Linked DNA regions of Mus musculus: region 2 is linked to region 1. The links are chromatin contacts, called in public HiChIP or PLAC-seq maps. All regions are on one chromosome and are shown on one strand. Each heading gives the region's core, a stretch centred on a gene start, on an enhancer-like site or on the middle of the called end of the contact. The rest is flanking DNA. Distances are from core to core; before and after follow the strand shown.

Region 1 (6,670 bases), core at 2,971-5,470:
CTTTTGCCCATAGGTGTGAAATTGAAACAATTGAAGACAAGGCATGGCATGGCTTACACCACCTCTCAAACTTGATACTGACAGGAAACCCTATCCAGAGTTTTTCCCCAGGAAGTTTCTCTGGACTAACAAGTTTAGAGAATCTGGTGGCTGTGGAGACAAAATTGGCCTCTCTAGAAAGCTTCCCTATTGGACAGCTTATAACCTTAAAGAAACTCAATGTGGCTCACAATTTTATACATTCCTGTAAGTTACCTGCATATTTTTCCAATCTGACGAACCTAGTACATGTGGATCTTTCTTATAACTATATTCAAACTATTACTGTCAACGACTTACAGTTTCTACGTGAAAATCCACAAGTCAATCTCTCTTTAGACATGTCTTTGAACCCAATTGACTTCATTCAAGACCAAGCCTTTCAGGGAATTAAGCTCCATGAACTGACTCTAAGAGGTAATTTTAATAGCTCAAATATAATGAAAACTTGCCTTCAAAACCTGGCTGGTTTACACGTCCATCGGTTGATCTTGGGAGAATTTAAAGATGAAAGGAATCTGGAAATTTTTGAACCCTCTATCATGGAAGGACTATGTGATGTGACCATTGATGAGTTCAGGTTAACATATACAAATGATTTTTCAGATGATATTGTTAAGTTCCATTGCTTGGCGAATGTTTCTGCAATGTCTCTGGCAGGTGTATCTATAAAATATCTAGAAGATGTTCCTAAACATTTCAAATGGCAATCCTTATCAATCATTAGATGTCAACTTAAGCAGTTTCCAACTCTGGATCTACCCTTTCTTAAAAGTTTGACTTTAACTATGAACAAAGGGTCTATCAGTTTTAAAAAAGTGGCCCTACCAAGTCTCAGCTATCTAGATCTTAGTAGAAATGCACTGAGCTTTAGTGGTTGCTGTTCTTATTCTGATTTGGGAACAAACAGCCTGAGACACTTAGACCTCAGCTTCAATGGTGCCATCATTATGAGTGCCAATTTCATGGGTCTAGAAGAGCTGCAGCACCTGGATTTTCAGCACTCTACTTTAAAAAGGGTCACAGAATTCTCAGCGTTCTTATCCCTTGAAAAGCTACTTTACCTTGACATCTCTTATACTAACACCAAAATTGACTTCGATGGTATATTTCTTGGCTTGACCAGTCTCAACACATTAAAAATGGCTGGCAATTCTTTCAAAGACAACACCCTTTCAAATGTCTTTGCAAACACAACAAACTTGACATTCCTGGATCTTTCTAAATGTCAATTGGAACAAATATCTTGGGGGGTATTTGACACCCTCCATAGACTTCAATTATTAAATATGAGTCACAACAATCTATTGTTTTTGGATTCATCCCATTATAACCAGCTGTATTCCCTCAGCACTCTTGATTGCAGTTTCAATCGCATAGAGACATCTAAAGGAATACTGCAACATTTTCCAAAGAGTCTAGCCTTCTTCAATCTTACTAACAATTCTGTTGCTTGTATATGTGAACATCAGAAATTCCTGCAGTGGGTCAAGGAACAGAAGCAGTTCTTGGTGAATGTTGAACAAATGACATGTGCAACACCTGTAGAGATGAATACCTCCTTAGTGTTGGATTTTAATAATTCTACCTGTTATATGTACAAGACAATCATCAGTGTGTCAGTGGTCAGTGTGATTGTGGTATCCACTGTAGCATTTCTGATATACCACTTCTATTTTCACCTGATACTTATTGCTGGCTGTAAAAAGTACAGCAGAGGAGAAAGCATCTATGATGCATTTGTGATCTACTCGAGTCAGAATGAGGACTGGGTGAGAAATGAGCTGGTAAAGAATTTAGAAGAAGGAGTGCCCCGCTTTCACCTCTGCCTTCACTACAGAGACTTTATTCCTGGTGTAGCCATTGCTGCCAACATCATCCAGGAAGGCTTCCACAAGAGCCGGAAGGTTATTGTGGTAGTGTCTAGACACTTTATTCAGAGCCGTTGGTGTATCTTTGAATATGAGATTGCTCAAACATGGCAGTTTCTGAGCAGCCGCTCTGGCATCATCTTCATTGTCCTTGAGAAGGTTGAGAAGTCCCTGCTGAGGCAGCAGGTGGAATTGTATCGCCTTCTTAGCAGAAACACCTACCTGGAATGGGAGGACAATCCTCTGGGGAGGCACATCTTCTGGAGAAGACTTAAAAATGCCCTATTGGATGGAAAAGCCTCGAATCCTGAGCAAACAGCAGAGGAAGAACAAGAAACGGCAACTTGGACCTGAGGAGAACAAAACTCTGGGGCCTAAACCCAGTCTGTTTGCAATTAATAAATGCTACAGCTCACCTGGGGCTCTGCTATGGACCGAGAGCCCATGGAACACATGGCTGCTAAGCTATAGCATGGACCTTACCGGGCAGAAGGAAGTAGCACTGACACCTTCCTTTCCAGGGGTATGAATTACCTAACTCGGGAAAAGAAACATAATCCAGAATCTTTACCTTTAATCTGAAGGAGAAGAGGCTAAGGCCTAGTGAGAACAGAAAGGAGAACCAGTCTTCACTGGGCCTTTTGAATACAAGCCATGTCATGTTCTGTGTTTCAGTTGCTTTAGAAGAGTATTGATAGTTTCAACTGAACTGAACGGTTTCTTACTTTCCCTTTTTTCTACTGAATGCAATATTAAATAGCTCTTTTTGAGAGGTCTTCATTCCAATTTCATCTTCCATTTTATGTCATTTTCTTTTCTTTTTTTTTTTTATCTAATTCTATAAGAAATATGATTGATACACGCTCACAGATAGCCTGGCCAATCCTAAGAATGCTATATTTATTAAATACAATTCCTAGTATACTTTTACTTTTATAAATTCAGTTATCGTTTTTCATGCCTTGACTATAAACTAATATCATAAATAAGATTGTTACAGGTATGCTAAGAAGGCCCATATTTGACTATAATTTTTTAAGAAAGTATGTAAAATATACTTTGTCATATTGTCACTGAATGTCATTCTTAAGTTATTACCTAAGTTATGGATGTCACAGAGTCAGTGTTAAAAATAATTTGGTTGATAGAAATATTTTTAATCAGGAGGGAAAAGTGGAGAGGGGTGCAGGAACAGAAATCATGATTTCATCATTTATTCTTGATTTTTCCGGAAGTTCACATAGCTGAATGACAAGACTACATATGCTGCAACTGATGTTCCTTCTCATCAAGGATACTCTCTGAAGGACTTGAGAACATTTTGGGGAGGAAGAAAGGTCTAACATCCTTTTCCTTCATCATTCTCATTTCTGGACATGCCTTGTGAGATGGATGAATGTTGGGAGTACACATTTCTGCTTTCACCTTATTTCAGTCAGCATGAACACTGAATATATAATGTCATTTCACAGTGTGTGTGTGTGTGTGTTGTGTATGTACATATATGAACCTGTACATGTGTTTAAGTTTAAAGAGAAAATAGTGTACAGAGCAGCTCTATATTTGTGATAGGGCTTTAAATAGTTGAGCTAATTCAGAAAAGTATGGAGATTTCTTGGTAAAGGAAACCAAAGTAGAATCATTACAAGATCTAACAATAAAAATTTTGAAACAATCCTACAAGTAAATATATTGGATTTTCTTGTCCATTAAGACAATATTCATACTATTGAAATTATGGAAACAACCCTTGGAAGGTTAATGCATAGAGACAGAATGCTATCTACTTGCAGTGGAATGTGATTTGACCTTGGAGAAGAAGCAAACCTTGCTACTTGTGAGCAGATGCATAAAGGTGGAGGTTTTTTATTGTAAGTGAAATATGCCAGGCACAGAAGGAACTGGCCTTTCAGGAACTTTTGATGACATGAGCAAAGTTAGAAAAAATAATATGCAGAACAATAGAAGAGGAAGACAAAAGAAAGACAGCCCTAGGATGTATTCTTCACAACGATTTTAAACAATATGCTTGAAAGAGAATGAAGTTATTAGTATCAATTAAGATGTCTACAATTTTCATAATTCCATTCAAACTGGAACATAGCCACCTAATTATTTGTCTCTTGTTAGCCAAGTGAAATAGCAGATCAAGAATCTCCCCATTTTTCTGATATAAAAACCCAAATTCTAATGCAGTAAATGTCTTGTCAATCAGCCAGATAGCACAGAAGAGGCAAGGCGACAGTCTGTGCCCCTTCCCTCTCACAGAAACTCCTGTGCACTCTAGCCCACTGCTTCAGGCTACAAGCTAGAAAAGCAAGAAGTGAAAGTGCCACAGTTCTCTATGTGGTTAGTGCCAGTCAGGGTCATTCAACTTAAACCATGAGTCATTAAGAAAATACATATGCATGCATGCATTAATGCACAGAGTAGTTTATTTATAACAACTCTTTCCATAAAGGGCTGGGGAGTTTTCAACAAAATATAAAGGAACAATTAGTTTAATCAAAAGAAAGAAATATAGGCAGAAGAAAGAAATGAAAGAAAGAAAGGAAAGTTTTAACTGTGTATTCCAGGTTTAATTCTAGAGATCTTCTGGAATTTTAGAGAGTGTGACTTTTGGAGAATTCCTAAACTCATTTTCAGATTATATTACGTATGTGACTTGGCCTTCATCTGTCTGAGAGCTAAGAAAGAAATGAAGATCATGCATTTATTATTAGGCCATTACAAACTAATAAATATAAAGATAAAAGGGAGACTCTGTGGATGAGTCTCCCTCTTGGCTTTCTTATGGGTAGTCAGAGAGAAGCACTCAGTAGCCTTATCCTTGACAACATTTTTGTCACATTTGTTTTCCCAGTCTGTAGGACAACAGCAGTCCTTATGACTAAAGTAGATTGTATCTTTTTTACCTAGCTTCTATTCATCTGTGTTGTCCTAGCTTCCTTTTTGAGTCTACAGCCTTTGAGAAATCACTAGAAGTCACTGGAACCTCATGCTTTGACTTGAGGCAGTCCTCATATGTGTTCCTAGGTACTCGAGGGGTCAGTTGGGAGACTGGGGAGCCATATCTTAACCATCAGCTTTGCTTCCTTGGTGTTGAGCATCATGCCTGACAAAGTAAGCAGACAATGCCTGTATACGTGAAGAAGAGGAGAATCATTAATGCATGTTTTCTTGGTGTGCTGTTGTCCTTGATACATTCCAGTTCAGAATCTAAAGTCCTAGGGATCTTAGCTGTCAACTTAGTTTTCCCTGTCTGTCACTTTGTATGGATGATTTAAATTGCTTCTTCACTTGGTTGCTTGACACCATGTATTCTAAAATTTTGTGGAAGGTGTGTGTTGGGGGGGGGCGTAGTTCTAACAATAGTGTTCTCTAGTGGATACATTAAAATCATATTCAGCTAATTAATATTTGATTAAGTTTTGCATGCTATACCGATTTGATAAACATTCACAAAATCACAGGCTTCAAGATTTTTCTTAACACATCCAAAGTACACAGGCATTAAATGGGCAAAACTAAATATCAAACTGACTTTATTTAATAGTTTCTCTACTGTTCTCTTTTGTTTTATGTCAAGAGTTGAATGCCACTGTTCTGTATTTTTAATTATTTATTGTTTGCTATTGTGAGAATTCAAAGCCAGAACTTTGAGGAGCTGACAGAGGCACTGTGGCCTATGAAGACAGTTTTTGGAGTTAACAATTTCCTTGGTAACTATGGACTATGTCTCCACACTTCAGCTCTCATATCTGATGGAATAAACTCCTTTCCAGGAGGCTTCTACTTATGCTAATGCACCCAAGCAAACAAGGAGGCTAATAGAACCAGCTGTTTCTGTCTTTATAGCAATTTCCCAACATTCTACACTTGAGGATTTCTTCTGTCACATGATTTTTTTCATTGGGCATTCTTTCAATCCTTCATTAAATGGCCGAGACTTCTCACTAGACCCCAACTCAATGAAATTCTTAAGCTGCTAGCATTGAACAACACTGACTTTTTCAAAGCACCTTGATAGGGAATTTAAGCTGGACCATCTGAAGCAGGAAAGTCTGTTGTTTTGATGGAATTTCCTAATGGTACCATTGTGGCTTTATTTTGCCTTGTTAATGTAAGGGATTCAAAGCATTTCAACTTACTACTCATAGTTCAAGCATCTATTTTGCAGATGCACTGAAAATTAAGAGATTGGAGAGTTTGTCATATATATTTCCATCATCAACTATTCTAGTTCTTACTAAAGAAGGAGGGTGCAAAAATTTGAAGGATATGTTAAAGTGCCTTCTATACTTAATGATTCTTCTAGAAAAGGCAAAGTGTTGATCTTGTTCTTTGTTATGGTATTATATCTTCTCATGGTAATTTGAAAGAAGTTTACATACCAATTTCAGTTTGTTTACCTAGGCCTTGAGAGTCATTCTACAGTACACGATTAGGCTACTATGAAGACAAAAGAAATCATTGTGGGGAAACTCAGTACAGCTCTAGATTTACCTTTTATAATAGATGAATCCCAGAATGATAAAGATCAAGCCTGGCATGATGTTAATTTAGTGGGCTAGGATCCTGGAAACCTCCTAAAATAGGACATCCCATGCATTTGGCCTTAGCCAGTGAGGCATCTCTGAGAAAGTGTAGAAAAACTTGCAAGGAGGTTCAGTGCTCTGAAAGACACAGAGTCAAATGTACATGTAATTCCAGTTCTTCTTTTATATATGTGTACTTTACATAGTCCCTGAAGTATCGAG
Region 2 (6,784 bases), core at 484-2,983, 600 kb after region 1:
ATGTAAATCATATGGTCCCATTTGAATAGCTGTCACATACACAGTAGGTGTAGTAGTTAAATACTTTAAGCAAATTTAATATTGTTACCCTATGTTATCTGAATCCTTACACATTGGGAGCACACTGAATCTAAAAAAAAAAGAAAGAAGGAAACTCTTTAAGTTTAGGGTTTGATATTTCTTCCAATTTTCATTCTTTTCAATGGCTGTTCATTTTGTTTGTTTTGTTTTGTTTCGTTTTTCTTTTTTTCTTTTTTATTAGATATTTATTTCATTTACATTTCCAATGCTATCCCAGAAGTCCCCCACACGCTCCCCCACCCACTCCTCCACCCACCCATTCCCACTTCTTGGTCCTGGCGTTCCCCTATACTGAAGCATATAAAGTTTGCATGACCAATGGGCCTCTCTTTTCACTGATGGCCGACTAGGCCATCTTCTGATACATATGCAGCTAGAGACACGAGCTCTGGGGGGTACTGGTTAGTTCATATTGTTGTTCCACCTATAGGGTTGTAGATCCCTTTAGCTCCTTGGGTACTTTCTCTAGCTCCTCCATTGGGGGCCCTGTTATCCATACAATAGCTGACAGTGAGCATCCACTTCTGTGTTTGCTAGGCCCCTGCATAGTCTCACAAGAGACAGCTTTATCTGGGTCCTTTCAGCAAAATCTTGTTAGTGTATGCAATGGTGTCAGTGTTTGAAAGCTGACTATAGGATGGATCCCCAGATATGGCAGTCCCTAGATAGTCCATCCTTTTGTCTCATCTCCAAACTTTGTCTCTGTAACTCCTTCCATGGGTGTTTTGTTCCCAGGAAAGATGGCTCTGTGATTAAGAGCACTGACTGCCCTTCTAGAGGTCCTGAGTTCAATTCCCAGCAACCACATGATGGCTCACAACCATCTGTAATGGGATCAGATGCCCAATTCTGGTGTGTCTAAAGACAGCTACAGTGTACTCATATGAATGCTGCTCTTTTGATGAGCACAGTTAGCAAGGTAATATTTGAATCATTTTTGAACTTTATAACACTTTAAGCATATACAAAATATCATAATTTTATAAGCAAATGCAGCTATTCATACACATAATCTATGGATTTTTAAAAGTATCAAAGTAGGCAAAATAGTTATCTTTTGTTCTGGAGGTTCAACCAAATAGCATAGAAAATAGCACAGTTGGTAGAGATTTGTCTTTCTACCAATATCTCATTCTTCAGGCATGCATTTTTTTTGCATAAAAGAAATTCTGAAATCATGTTTCTACTAAAAGTTTAAGGTATCCCATGAAACCTATGAAGCTGTCTCTTTCTCTCTATCTCTCTACCTCTCTGCCTGTCTCTCTGTGTCGTTGTCTCTGTCTCTCTCTCTGTCTCTCTCTCTGTCTCTCTCTCTCTGTCTTTGTCTCTCTCTGTGTGTATGTGTGTGTGTGTGTGTGTGTGTGTGTGTGTGTGTGTGTGTGTGTGTGTTGTCTTTGTTTTCTTTGCAGATTTATGTTCACTCATATTCAGCAGGTGGTTAAGAGTCAGTGGGTAGATGGGAAACTGAGATCGGGATGAGTTTGATTTATCTGGTTTCTACAGACAGTCTGGACATTTTTTTTATTAAGATTGAAAGCCACGTCAACATGAAATATAAGATTTTTTTTCAACTTCTCACTTCCTGGTATGCTGCTGAGTCTCTTTGCTGACTCATATTAATGTCTATTTGCTGTGGATTCTTAAAATCGGAACTTCCTTTACCAGAAACAAAATCAAGAAATGTCATGTTTTTAGTGCCAAATCAATCATTTGCAGTATGACTCACATCTCAGTGGTAGACAAATCTTATTTGGAGACTGGAGAAGTCTATATATATAGAGAGCCCTCATACATTTGAATCAGATCACAAGTTTATTTTCAATAAATAATCATTTAATAATTTACATCTTCATTCATACAGTATCCTTTAATATCCATTTGCAAATTTATTTTTATATCTATATTTATCTATCTATCTATCTATCTATCTATCTATCTATCTATCTATCTATCTATCTAGTTGCATCCTGTGTTTCAGGTCACTGAACCAGACTTATTTATTCCCAGACTTTGAAAGAATACATGATTTTTGCAGCAAATCAATACAAGAAATAGTCTGTATCAGTGTTCAACCAAGTAATAAAAATAAATTCAACAAATATAAGCAAATACTTATCAGAAATGTCAAGCTGACCTTGTCTACACCCTTCTTTTGCTCCTAGCGCTGGAGCCTATTGATTTTTAAGCAATTTTAAGTTAATTGGAGAGTTTCGGTGAGGATGTCATAACATAATGTATGCAAACTCAAATGTCACATTGAAGAAACCACATAGAAATAGAATTCATGGGGTATTCAAGAGATGGACTTTAGTTTACCTAAACAGCTATTAGAAGGCTGTAAGGAAAGAAGAGCTACAGTGAGAAACCAGGATCTTCACATCTCACCTGTTGTGTTCATGCTGAAGTTGAAGGAGAGCCAATGAGCAATGGAGAAAAAGGGGGGGGGCATAAGTGATATTAAGCAACTGTTTTCAAATAATAAAGGACTTGATCAAAAATGTCTATGCCTTTCATCTAACTTCCCTCAACAGTTACATCTTACAAGATTCTCGTATAGCATAAAAGTCAGGAAATTAATAATGTTACAGGTGTTATTGAAATAATTCCAGGAAGTTGCAAGTAATTATTCCCTCCCTCCTCTCTACCACTCATTGCTATATAATTTTAGCGACAGAATGGAAATTTTCAAAAAACTGAAGATGCAGAACATTCTCTTCACTAGAAAGATAATCTCTGCTCTTTCCCCTTATGTCATCATTTCGCACAAATTCTGACAAGCATTTGATTCTAATCCATTATTACAACTTTCTTAGAATGAGTGTTTATCAGTAAACAGTACAATATTTGCCCTTTGAGGTAGAATTTTGTATCTTTTTACGGAGCATAAAGCCCCCAAATTCCTGTAGTTCAAAGAGTTGAATAGTATTCAATTATAAAGACAGAGCAACCGCCAATTACCTCTGTGGAGAAAATACATTTCATCTCTTGGAACTGAAAAGCTTCTGTAAGGCAGAGGACACTGTCAATAGGACAACATGGCAGCCTACAAACTGGAGAAAGATCTTCACTAACCTTACATACAATACAAGACCAATATTCTATGTAAAGAATTCAAGATGTTAGACTCTTAAAACACAAATAATCCAATTTTTTTTGTTTTTTTTTGTTTTTTTTTTCATAGTTACTACTTTTTATTGAATACTATTCTTTTTTTCCCATCTTTCCAAAATTTATTCTTTTTTTTCCATTTTTTTATTAGGTATTTAGCTCATTTACATTTCCAATGCTATATCAAAAGTCCCCCATACCCACCCACCCCCACTCCCCTACCCACCCACTCCCCCTTAGGGTGTTCAGAACTAAACAGAGAATTCTCAATAGAGGAATCTTAAATAGCTGAGAAGCACTTAAAGAAATGTGCAAAATCCTTAGTCATCAAGGAAGTGCAAATCAAAATGATCTTGAGATTCCACCTTACACCAATGAGAACAGTAAAGATCAAAAACTCAAGTGACAGCGCATGCTGACAAGGATGTGGAGAAAGAGGAGCAATCATCAATTGCTAGTGGGATTACAAACTGAAAGAACCAGTCTGGAAATCAATCTGGTAGTTCCTCAGAAAATTGGAAATATTTCTACCTGAAGACCCAGCTATCCACCACTGGGCATATACCCAAAAGATGTTCAACTATACGGCATGCTCCATTATATTCCTAGCAGCCTTATTTGTAATAGCCAAAAACTAGACTCAACCCAGATGTCCCTCAATGGAAGAATGGATACAGATAATGTGGCTCATTTATACAATATAGTACTAGTCAGCTATTAAAAATGAGGACATCATGAATTTTGAAGGGAAATGGGTGGAACTAGAAAATATCATCCTGAGTATGGTAACCAGGCCCAAAAGTACATGTATGATATTATACTTCCTTGTAAGTGGATATTAGTTAAAAAATACAGAATATGCATGAAACAACTCACAGACTGTAAGAAGTTTGAAAATAAAATATATTTGAACCCTTTCTAGTGTTCATTTTTACCATTAACATTTACATAAAAGCTCATTTATAGTTTATAATGTGGGCATATTTTAACAACAACAACAAAAAGGAACAGCATAGATTTGCAAGGAAGTAGATACTCACATTGACCAAAATTCCATTCATTTTTTCTATCTCTGTCTCCTAACATAATTTGATCATCCCAGCATATAAATAAACCAAAGAGTTTATTGTAACCCATAAATATGCAATATGTATAACATATATATGTAAATATATAATATTTATACATATTATATATCATTATAAAGGAAGACCTTGATATAGAAAATGCTATTGGGTGGAATCATATACTTCATGTTTTTTTTTTCCTGAATATTGCTGGCCCAATTACAAATGAGGTTTCTTGATCTTATATGTCTTCATTATTTAATTAAGTAAATCTCTAAATTATCTTCTACATAAGTATATTACTTTCTCCGAGTTTCTTAAGAAATTTCTTAAGGCATTTCAAATCTGGCCTCTCTGGATAACCGTGTGTATACTTTATAGAAATTCTTTCTTTCTAATAGAGTATTGTCAATTGGCTTTTTTTCTTGATTCAATACACTTACATTTAATAACAAACAAGTTAGAACAATCAACAAATAATTACTATTTTAGGGTTTTATTACTGTGAAGAGACACCATGATCATGACAACTCTTATAAAAGAAAGCATTTAATTGGGGCTGTATTAATATTCAGAGTGTTAGGCCATTATCCACATAGACTGAAGCATGGAAGCACACAGGCAGACATGGTGCTGATAGTTCTATATCTTGATTTGCAGACAGCAGAAAAACACTGTGTTACACTGGACATAGCAGACAATATTGTGGATGCCAACAAGAGCATGCTGACAGGAGCCTGTCATAGCTGTCTCTCCAAAGGCTCTGCCAGTGCCTGACAAATACAGAAATAGATGCTCCCAGTCATCCATTGGACGAAGTACAGAGTCGCCAATGAAGGAGCTAGAGAAAGTACCCAAGGAGCTGAGGGGTTTGCAGCCCCATAGGAGGAACAACAATAGGAACTAACCAGTACCCCCAGAGCTCCCTGGGACTAAACCACCAACCAAAGAAAACAGATGGTGGGACTCATGGCTCTAGCAGAGGATGGCCTAGTCGGTCATCAATGGAAAGAGAGAACCTTGGTCCTGTGAAGGTTCTGTGTCCCAGTACAGAGGAATGCCAGGGCCAGGAATTGGGAGTGGGTGGGTTGGTGAGCAGGGGGAGGGCAGAGGGGTTTTTGAAGGGGAAACTCGGAAAGGGGATACCATTTGAAATGTAAATAAAGAAAATATCTAATAAAAAGAAAAAGAAAAAAATGAACAGAAATGTCGCCATTAAATTAAAATAAAAAAAAAGAGTTTAGAAGACTTCAAAGCTCACATTTCAGGAGACATACTTCCTCCAACAGGGCCACATCTACTCCAATAACGCTACACCTCCAAATTTCAAACATGTGAGTCTTTGGGGACCATTCCTCTTCAAGCCACCACAAAAATCATTGACAGTAGCAATATACATCACAGATCATCAAAAATGCATTTATTAAATAATAACTGATCACTAAAATACTAGTACTTGTTGCATGCTCTAAAAAATAAATGGACATGTTTCCAATTAAAAAAACTAATAAACACATTTTTTAATGTTCCCCAGCACCTAAAATTTAAGTTGTTTTTCACACTTGGCTATTTAATAGATATTTTAAAAATTAAAATTTATTGTATTATGATATGTGGAGTGAATAAATAATGAGTTTCATCATCATATTCATACATGAATATAATATAACTTGATTATACACACTTCATTATATACCCTTATGGCACTGACTTCAAAAGTCATTCTTTTCATCTTTCTTTGTAATCTTCTGTTATTTTAATAGCTTGTTTTGTGATGCCACATGAAGCGAATATTTTAACATGGTATTCCTTTCTGATTTGATTTGTTTCCTTACTTTCTCATCTCTAATTTTATTCCTTTCATGTGGTATTACTACTGGGTATACTTTTCAATTCTAGTTTATTATTTCTAAGCAGTATGGATTTTCATCTTGACATTGGATCCTATTTGCAAATTACTTAAGAGTTCTTGCAGTTTTGAAAACACTCTTTCTTCTCCTCCTCCTCTTCCTTCTCTTTCTGCTCTTCTTCTTTCTCTTCTCCTTCTGTAAGGCAGAGTTTCTTTGAATAGCTGTGGTTGTCCTAGAACTCACTCTGTAGACCAGGCTGGCCATTAACTCTGCTTCTGCCTTCCAAGTGCTGGGGGTAAAGGCTTGTACCACCATTGTCCAACTGAAACCGGTTTTAATTTGTATGACTATTTTTAAAAATTAAAATTATAAAAAAATGATGTCTGACAATATGAAAAGTGCTAAAATATACCAGTATGTGAAAGTATCTTTGTATTATGCTGACAAAGAGTCCATTGGGTGTATACCTGTGAGTAGTAACCTTGGATCATAGAATCAGATGGTAGCTCTATATTCAGTTTATTGAGAAACTGTCATACTGAAGTCTGTAAAGGCTGCAAAATGGATGCTTCAATGATTGTACACAAATTAAGGCTCTGGTTCATATAGATCTTTATCAATATTTTTTCTTGATGACAGTCATTATGATTTAAGGGAGTTGAAATCTCAATATATTTT

Evidence for each region. HiChIP or PLAC-seq counts read pairs in DNA pulled down with a chosen protein or histone mark.
Region 2: an H3K4me3 HiChIP or PLAC-seq map of bone marrow-derived macrophages shows a contact between it and region 1, with 7 times the contacts expected there. The contact joins two enhancer-like sites. A contact is called at or near these places in 1 of 484 Hi-C or Micro-C datasets (bone marrow-derived macrophages), 3 of 115 datasets of contacts at active chromatin or transcription factors (the 230-238 cell line, bone marrow-derived dendritic cells and bone marrow-derived macrophages) and 1 of 9 other capture datasets (bone marrow-derived macrophages).

Annotation. Positions count from the first base shown.
Region 1 is chr4:66,839,216-66,845,885 of GRCm38.p6, forward strand. Tlr4 (toll-like receptor 4) reads left to right here. Exons shown (of 3, transcript NM_021297.3): 3 at 14-6,670. The coding sequence ends at 2,264. Among named protein-coding and RNA genes, the nearest start is that of Tlr4, 15 kb to the left of the region's middle. Within about 2 kb of position 4,221, at least 39 of the 459 cell types and tissues checked have an H3K27ac peak or open chromatin away from gene starts, as enhancers often do. A contact at or near this core is called in bone marrow-derived macrophages, where this site is marked.
Region 2 is chr4:67,446,293-67,453,076 of GRCm38.p6, forward strand. No RefSeq gene overlaps it. Among named protein-coding and RNA genes, the nearest start is that of Tlr4, 620 kb to the left of the region's middle. Within about 2 kb of position 1,734, at least 3 of the 459 cell types and tissues checked have an H3K27ac peak or open chromatin away from gene starts, as enhancers often do. A contact at or near this core is called in bone marrow-derived macrophages, where this site is marked.